3 separate regions of the Sus scrofa genome follow, and regions 1 and 2 are each linked to region 3. Evidence: chromatin contacts called from public HiChIP or PLAC-seq and promoter capture Hi-C data. All regions are on one chromosome and are shown on one strand. The core of a region is the stretch at or near the end of the contact, and the rest is flanking DNA. Distances in the headings are between cores, read along the strand shown. Region 1 holds the start of GOT1 (glutamic-oxaloacetic transaminase 1). Region 2 has its middle 22 kb from the start of GOT1. Region 3 holds the start of SLC25A28 (mitoferrin-2).

The links. Promoter capture Hi-C pulls out the DNA fragments that hold promoters and counts their contacts. HiChIP or PLAC-seq counts read pairs in DNA pulled down with a chosen protein or histone mark.
Region 1: a contact with region 3 is called in an H3K27ac HiChIP or PLAC-seq map of alveolar macrophages. The contact joins the promoter of GOT1 here to the promoter of SLC25A28 in region 3. A contact is called at or near these places in 2 of 5 promoter capture datasets (fetal skeletal muscle and liver), 23 of 47 Hi-C or Micro-C datasets (adipocytes, alveolar macrophages, blood and 15 more) and 2 of 2 datasets of contacts at active chromatin or transcription factors (alveolar macrophages and skeletal muscle).
Region 2: a promoter capture Hi-C map of liver shows a contact between it and region 3, with 2.1 times the contacts expected there. The contact joins the enhancer-like site here to the promoter of SLC25A28 in region 3. A contact is called at or near these places in 1 of 5 promoter capture datasets (liver) and 13 of 47 Hi-C or Micro-C datasets (adipocytes, blood, embryonic fibroblasts and 7 more).

Annotation. Positions count from the first base shown.
Region 1 is chr14:110,634,406-110,637,239 of Sscrofa11.1, forward strand. GOT1 (glutamic-oxaloacetic transaminase 1) reads right to left here and starts at 1,420. Exons shown (of 9, transcript NM_213927.1): 1 at 1,250-1,420. The coding sequence starts at 1,367.
Region 2 is chr14:110,656,021-110,659,058 of Sscrofa11.1, forward strand. No RefSeq gene overlaps it. Among named protein-coding and RNA genes, the nearest start is that of GOT1, 22 kb to the left of the region's middle. Within about 2 kb of position 1,386, at least 4 of the 83 cell types and tissues checked have an H3K27ac peak or open chromatin away from gene starts, as enhancers often do. A contact at or near this core is called in liver, where this site is marked.
Region 3 is chr14:110,804,378-110,807,077 of Sscrofa11.1, forward strand. SLC25A28 (mitoferrin-2) reads right to left here and starts at 1,254. Exons shown (of 4, transcript XM_003133165.4): 1 at 818-1,254. The coding sequence starts at 1,108. LOC110256623 (a long non-coding RNA gene) reads left to right here and starts at 1,354. Exons shown (of 2, transcript XR_002338384.1): 1 at 1,354-1,637; 2 at 2,223-2,700.

The DNA of each region.
Region 1 (2,834 bases), core at 170-2,669, 170 kb before region 3:
TGCTAAAAACATTACCTTCCCTCTGTGGGTGAAACTATGTAGAACTGGCTTTTTTTAAATGCTTTATTATGGAAAATTTCAAATATATACAAAAATTATAAAAATAATATAATGGATGCCCATGTACCCATTATCCAGCTTTCAACAAACCAAGAACTTTCTAAAGGCTTTCTTCTCACTCATCCCCCATACTCCTTGGTGAAGACTTTAACAGGTCCTATGGACAGACACAGTCACTTGTAAGACACCTAATTCTGAACCTCCTTCTCGCCACTGCGTCTCTGCTACAAAACAGTTCAATTTTCTCTTTTCAAAATTTCTAGTCCTTTTGCTCTAAGTTTGTTCCCTAGCACAGAACATCATCCTATTCACTCTCTTCTCCCTGGCTGGTCTTTGGGTGTTGTTGAGTGTCTGTGTGGCTTCAAACATCCAAATGACAGTGACAGAAATAATACATTCACCAGAGAAGATTAAGATTAGAGTTAAATTTCAGAGGCACTCCAGTCCAAGTCTTTTTCTTAGCAGTAAGGCAAATTGAAGGCCCATGCTCTGACCTATCCAAGGTCCAAGAAAGACAAACAAGAAATAAAGACAAAGATGTGTGCAAAGTGATGCATCGCACTCCTTTTCACCATCTATATTCTTTCCACTCCTTTCACCATCCCTGCCCGTTCCCACCACATTCTTCCCAGATCGTCCCAAAGAGCATTAACGTGTCTCGAAAGAATTTTAGATCTCTATTTTATCACTGCTGATTTTAATCTCCTTGGAGCCAAAACCAAGCCTCAGTCTTTTACAGGGTTTGGTAAAGTGCCTGATTGACACCTGGTAGTCAGTCAAATATTTACCGACCCAGATCAGCGCTCCCTAGGACTACGAGTTCTCCTTTATCCATTCCCCAGCTATCAGGTCTCCAAGCCTGATATCAAACGTTCTATTTTCCCCTCTCTCCTTTCAATCATCCTTTCCCTAGGGAAAGGACGCAGTATAACACACACAATAGAGAATCGGAAAAACTGAGTTTGTGTCCTGATTGCTACACCTTCCTGTGTGTACATAGATACGTCTCCCTTTTTCAAGGACTCCATATGGCCATCTGTAAAATGGGCAGATGGAACCAAGCCTCGTGGATCTTGCCACCTCTCCGACAGAACCAAGGTGGGCCTCGGCATCTCCTACGGTCCCCATAGCCCAAGTTAGGTCCGCTCCACTCCCAGGTTGTTCACACACTTGGGCACTGCATCCTTACCTCCCACTCCTAGGTTGACCTTGCGGGGGTCCGGATCCTCCCGGAAGTCAGCAATGAGCTTAAAGACAAGGACCGGCTGGGCCTGAGGAACCTCGGCAAAGACTGATGGAGGTGCCATAGCTAGAGAGCAGGAGTCGGCCGGGAGCTTTCACCTCGCGCCCGGAGCCGCTCGGTACCGTCCAACCGCTGCAACTGGAGGAGACTCTCACCTTCACCTAGTAGGCGGGGGCGGGCCCACGGCCTCCAATGGTCGAGCCGTGTCGGGAGTTTGGCAAAGCTGTTAACCAATCGTGAGCTTCTGACAAAAAAGGCCAGGAGGGAGGGGATGCTATTAGCCAATCCAAGAAGAGAACCTTGTCAGAGGCCGGTAATGATGCAACCAATGCACTGTACGCCGGCCGAGATGGGGCGGGTCTATGGCTGATTGGCAGAGCGTCCTCCTATCACTGAGGCTGTTGTTCCTTGGCCCTACCGGTGCTGAAGGAAGGAGCCGAGCGGCAGTCGTACCGCGAGGCGGTTTCCTCGACCTTCAAGGGCCAAGAGATTAGCAGGCGGTGGCCCGCGGGAATTCCGGAGGACCGGCCTTCTGGTACCCACAGAACTGGTGTTCTAGCTGCCACGCCGCAGAGTGCGTACATTCCTGACCCATCCTGGCCTGGCTCAGGCTAGCAGCCAAATCCGGCGTCTGCACTCGGGACGGGAGTCCTCTGCCAATCGTGCCGTTCCGGAGCCCGCGCGGGCGACCTTGACCTTCTCTGCCTGAGAGAAATGTGGGTGGGCCACCTGCCTTGGTTTCAGACAGGAGGCAAGACATGACGAGAGGCAAAGCAAGGCAAGATAAGAGGAAGTGTCCAGGAGTTCCTTTCTGCCACTCTTCCAATTGCGGGCGTTTTCTCCCCTTCCTATCTGACAGGGCTTGATCCTCAAGGATCTTGAGAATATGGGCGCAGCCGCCCCCTCCAGCTTTTCTCCCACACAGGCACTCAACCAGATCTTGCTGCCATCAGCTGGCTGGTACCCAAAATCTTCTTTTAGTCTGCCTGTTCCTTCCCCAACCCCTCTCTCCACCTATTGACCTTCAAGATCCAGAACAAATGCCTCCTCCATAAAGCTATGCCTTAACCCTCACTCTGGTTAAAATTCATCTCCCTTTCCTATGCTTCTGTATCTTGTTGGCAATATTACAGTTTTAGAAAATGCCCAGTTAAGAACCTAGCTCTGGAGCTAGACAACCTAGGTTTAAATTCTAGTGCTGCCATTTACTAATCTGGGCAGATCTAGGCAAGCTACTTAACCTCTCTGTTCATGCTCCATATAATGGAGATAATAGTACTTTCCTTATGGTTGTTGTGGGGATTATGTGAGTTAATATGTATGAAGTGTTTAGTTGCATATAGTAAGCACTCCCGCAATATTAGCTATTGTCATTGCGTATCTGCCACACCCCTTGTAGATGGTAAGCTCCTTCTGGCTAGAGAACTTGCCCTGTATTGGTCTCCTTCAGTTTCTTGCACTTGGTAAGTATTCAATAAGTAGTGGAAGGCTTTTCAGAAAAAAAGCAATATCTCAGTCTCTATTCATTGGA
Region 2 (3,038 bases), core at 136-2,635, 150 kb before region 3:
TTTCCATCCTGTACTCATGCCATTGATTATTGGACCTAAATGCAGTGCTTCCCATTCCTGGCACATCCTATCTTATTGATTTTAGACCCTCTTTCCCCTTACAGAATGCATTTTAAACCTTGATCCTATCATCAATCACAGTAGTTCCTCCTCTTAGCTTGGTGTCATCTGTATATATGATCTGCAAATCCCCAAGGATTTGGATGCCTAGAGATCATCTTGCTCTGCAGAGAGAGGAGTGCCAACCAGCTGATACACCACCAGCCACGTATCAAAAAGAAATGACATCTGGTGCGGAGGTGCGATTAGGCTCCTTCCTGGATATATGGCGGCAAAACATGAGGGCAGTTGGCAAAGGAGAAACTATTGGAATTCCAGGTTGAAGCAAGCCAAGATCAGAATCTCCACGTTCAGCAACTACCAAGTTTTCCTTTTCTTATTTATTTATCTAATTAACTTTTAAAATGGTTCTTATTTAGTTGATTGACAGTGTTCTGTCAATTTCTGCCATATTGCACAGTGACCCAGGCATGCATATATATACATTCTTTTTCTCACATTATCCTCCATCATGTTCCATCACAAGTGATTAGATACAGCTCCCTGTGCTCTACAGCAGGATCCCATTACTTATCCACTCCAAAGGCAATAGTTTGCATCTACTCACCCCAAACTCCCCGTCCACCCCACTCCCTCCCCCACCCCCTCCCTCTTGGCAACCACAAGTCTGTTCTCCAAGTCCATGAGTTTGTTTCATTTTTGTAGAGGTTCATTTGTGTCACATATTAGACTGCTAGGAAGCAGCATTTTAGCAAAAGAGAAGGAGTAGCTTGACAAGTTTTGAGGCAGGCGGCGGAGAGGGGAAGGGCATGTCCAGTTTAGAAGCAAAATTGGGGGTGAGAAAACGACGATTAGCCAGGTCGCCCTGTAAACCTCACTCCCTGGCAGGCAGGTATGAAATTCACTTAGAATCATGGACCACTTGGGATCATCTTCCCTGCCCGCTCTCAGGAATTAATCTTACTTTGGGGGTTTAAGAGGTTTCTCCTCCTTTAGCCACCCTCCAGGTTTTTCACTGGAATTCTGCATCTTTGAGACTCCTCTGTATACCTCTGTTGTAAAATCAGTTACAATTGGCTCACATCTCCAGTTCTGGGTACATTTTCCATCTGCTCCAAACATGCGCGCCCTCAGACTGCACCATTCCCCACTCCTCCCACCTCCCCCGCCCCCTGCCTTCTCCCCATTAACTTTATCTTCTTAAGCAGCTCAGGAACACAGATGTTTTCACCCTGTCGCTCCAGCACAAGGGTATTTTCCCAGTGTCTCTCTGTGTGTATGCTCCAGGCACCGTCTCTCTGGGGAGAGAGAGAGTAAATGTTTTCATTCCAAACCCTCAGGGTCAGGTCTTGTTTGTCTAAACTGTGTTTGTTGCCATAATTATCAGATTAGCTGATCTCTGGCAGCAAGTTGGGGGGCAGGGGAGGGGGGAGTTTTAACCCTTTGTCGGGGGGGGGGGGTTGCTGGGCTTTGTCACAGGGATACTGTCATTTCTCTTCTAACCTGGAGGCTCTGGCTAGAATGCTTTTCACCAACCCTAATAGGCCTCAGTAACAGTCTGCTCTGAGTCAATCCACCCATCCAGTGGAGTCCACTGCTGGGATCCAAAAGGCATTTAGCAGAGATGGGAGGTTGAAAGGGCATCTCTCCAGGGATCTGCTGGGGAAAGAAAGAAATGGAGCTTAAAGAGGATCTGGATAAGTAACTCAACAAGGGGTATCAGTGTCTCTCAGGCTGAATGAGGAAACCAGGAGTGTGCACTGGATGTCTCCAGCCGGTCCCCCCACCTCCCACCCCCTTCGCATAAAGCCAGTGAGACTACCAGGCCCCATTTAGGTTTGTCTGGGGATTTTCTGTTGTTGCAAAGAATACTAAGATCTTTTTCCCCACTGCAGTTTTAACAAAACCAACGCCTCCCCACGCCCCCGTAAAGACATTCCCTTTGTCATCAGACTCAAATGGTCACTCTTTCAAGATTTTCTCATTTTCTCTTGACTCCCACTGAATTTCTATCTGGTCTCCAAAGAGACTATAAATACAGGGAGTGCTCTTTCCTCTCAACTCTAAGGGTAATGATGCCTTTGAATTTTAATTATGTCTTTGACAAATAAGTAAGTCTTACCCCTCAAAAGTATGGTAGGCTTTTGAGGACAAGAGTATCCTTGGAGTTCCCGTCATGGCTCAGTAGTTAACGAATCTGATTAGGAACCATGAGGTTGCGGGTTCGATCCCTGGCCTTGCTCAGTGGGTTAAGGATCCGGTGTTGCCATGAGCTGTGGTGTAGGTCGCAGACGCGGCTCGGATCCCTCGTTGCTGTGGCTGTGGTGTGGTGTAGACCGGCGGCTACAGCTCTGATTAGATCCCTAGCTTGGGAACCTCCATATGCCGTGGGAGCCGCCCAAGAAATGGCCAAAAAAAAAGAAAAAAAAAGAAAGAATATCCTTGAGTCCCATATGCTGCTTAGCTGGTAGAGGACGTAAAAATACAACTAGAGGGTGCTTGGTAAATACCTGCTGTTGATAGCATTTTTCTAACCTTTTCTCCCCCATTTTTCACCTCTGTTCCTCTCTGATTTGTGCTTGATTTTTGGTGTTTATTTGTTGGATTGTTTACAAATCCTTTATTTCTGGAAAGGTCCTCCAGTTCATCCACATCAACAGTAGTTCCTCTTCACTCCAAACACACACACACACACACACACACACACACACACACACGGGGAAACTAACATTTGCGGAGTGTCTATATGTTTAACACTCTGCAAACTAATTCCATGTGCTTTTCAGATATATCTTGTTTGAAACCCACAATGGCTTCTGAGATAAATGCTGTCACATGGAAGGAAACGGAGACTCAGTTAAGTCACATACGTAAACTCCCACAATTTTAAATGGCAGAATGAAGATGGAGCCCCAGTATGTGTGACCCTAAAATACAGATCCCATCTTCCTAGTTATAGAAGTGGAGAAAAGTTCAGG
Region 3 (2,700 bases), core at 4-2,503:
GATCCGATTTTATTTTCTTCACACTAACATCTACTTTCCAGTATTGCCATGCTTCCCTTCTAAGCAACTTTTCTCTTGTTGTCTACCTCAAGTGGCTAAAAAATACACCATGAGGTCCATTTCTCCTTTGAGGGCCACTGTGCTCCCTGCACATACACAATCCCCATCCCAGCTCAATTTTCATGGTCAGGAAATAGGTGGGGTATCATGCTTGCTGCATAGAGAAACCGAAACTTTTTCCTGAACATCATCTTTCCCACATTATTTCCAGTCAGGAACTCTGAATTCTGACTGCACAGTGATTTCAAATCACTCATGGGTTAAGATTTAATAAGGAAATCCTTTATCTAACTGAGAGATCCCAGATTCTGGTTCCTGCCCTGTCTCTTTTAAGGGAAAACACAGCAAGAAGCTTGTAAGAGCATTTGCCAGAGAACATCTCAAGCCATTAAGATCCTATTCAAGGTCTTCAGTAGGCTTCACCTTAATCAAGTTAGTAGCACTTACCTGCTCCCTTCCCACCCGACCCTACTCCTGTTTAGTCCCAGCAGGGATCCAGGCCTTTGGCTGACAGATTTTCTTTCCAGAGTCCCGATTCAAATCTCACTGAAGGTTAGAAAATGGTCCTGGTTCCTAACTGGAATCAATTCCTGACCGGAACCTTGCTTGCATGGAGTATGGTCGAATAGCGTGGCTGGTGACAGGAGCCAGAAAGGAACCCATGTCGGCTCCGGCTCTCGGCTGAGACCCTGACTCCGGACATGACCCAGGGGTCAGGTCAGCCCCAGGTTGGGTTCAGAACAGGTCCAGGTCTCACCTTGACGCAGTCGATGGGGTACATCACGCAGTGCTCCAGGATTCCTGCCACGGCGCCCGCCACCATGTGCGTGGTGACAGTGGCTCCAGCCGGCAGCGCCTCGTAGTCTGGGCCGGAGTCCGGATCCTGCCTTACCGGGGGCCTGCAGGCCCCGGCCTCCCCGCCGCTGGCCCCCCGGCCCACGCCCCGCTGCAGCCACCCTTCCAGCAGCGCCGACTCCCCGGGGCTCCGCCCCGGCCCCGCTGCCGGCCCCCCCGCCACACCGCCAGTACCCCGCCCCTCCAACTCCATCCACCCAGGCCAGCTGCGGCGCCCACCCCCGCTGCCGCCGCTGCCGCCGCCACTGCCGCCGCCGCCCCCCAGCCCCGTTGCGTCTGCCTCAGGCGCGGCCCAGGGAGCCCGGGGCCTCGGGCTCCCGCTTGGCCCCGAAGACACGCCCCTCAACCAGCCATTGGTGCAGCCGCCAAGATAGCCCCTCCCCTTAGTTTACGTAGAAAAAATATGTCTGTGGTATTAGTAAAGTTGCCTGTCATTCCTCCGCCCCGCGGCGTTGCTACTGCTTAGATCCCACCCCTTCCCCTTTGATCTTGGAGGTGTCTTGTTTATTGGCCATTTGATTGGCCGACATGTAAGATAAACCCGCCCTCCGACTTTTCTAGAGGGCGGGAGAAACTTAAGGCTAAACTTTGATAGGCTCAACCACTCTTGATACTTTGACCGCGGCCATTGGCCAGCACCACGTCGGAATCTGATTGGCTACAGCAAGAGGGCGAAGCGCCAGGGGCTATCGAGGCGGAATTTGGGCCCCGGACTGGCGCCGGTGAGGCTGTGGGCACTGCAGCCGGGTTTGGTGGGGTGAAGACGGGGGGGGTGGAAGGGGAGGGCGGTGCCAGGTTTTCAAGGTCAAACCGCTGACGGATGCCGTTAGGACCCGTTCTCGAGCCCCCGCCCCGAATCCCGAGACTCGAGGATCGCTTGCTGGCGGGTGGCCTTGGCTCGAGAGCTCTGTTCCCGCGGGATCTCTGGATGGCGTGGGGCGGGGCGGGCCTGGGCCGGGCATCCCCTGGCGTGGCCCGCCGACTTGTCGGTAAAACTGTTGCGACATGCTGGCAGCAGCCCGTTAAACTAAGGTCAGATCGAGAGTGTTGGTCCTTCAGGGCTGCGCGCGGGCGGACTCCTGAAGGCCTTGTGCTCTTCAGCCCCCAGTGCCTGGCACTGGGCTTGCCCCGCATTCACCCAGTAAACCCTGCAGTTGTTGAGTGAATGAGTTCTCCGGAAGCCTGCTGTTAGGTCCTACGCCAGGCAGAGAGCTGGAGGAGAAGGGAAATGTCGAAATAAGGCGGGATGATTCAGAGACGAAGACGGATGGGGAGGCCAGGCTGGTGGCAGCTGCCTATGTTTGTAGGGAAGCACAGCAACTATGTGGAAACTTGTCGGACGCACAGCTTGTCCCAGAGCTGACTCATTGGTGAACCCCTCCGACCAGTGACGGTTTCCTTCTGTGGTGAGACCGCTGTCCCTCCCAGGCGGGTGGGCTGGAGTCTCAGAGGAGAGCTCACTGGTTAGAGAACAGTTCCAGCAATTCCCAGCCTTGGGCACCATCTCCCGGACGGGACGTTGCGCAGGTGCATCGCTAAGAGTTGCCGGCTCGGTTGAGGAAGACAGACTTGGCCCACTTCATCTGCCCAGCTTCTTTAATCTCCCTTCACTGGAGCGTATTTGCACAGGTTCCCCCAGTGTTTCCAGATCTTCACTCCCTGTTTTACTGAGATGATGATGTAATTCTGAACTTTAGAAAAAAAAATCTGTTTCTAGCCTTTCTTTAAAGGTTTTTCTTTTTTCTCCCTAAGCTTAGCCCTTCTCTGCGCTTCCGGTTTTTTGAG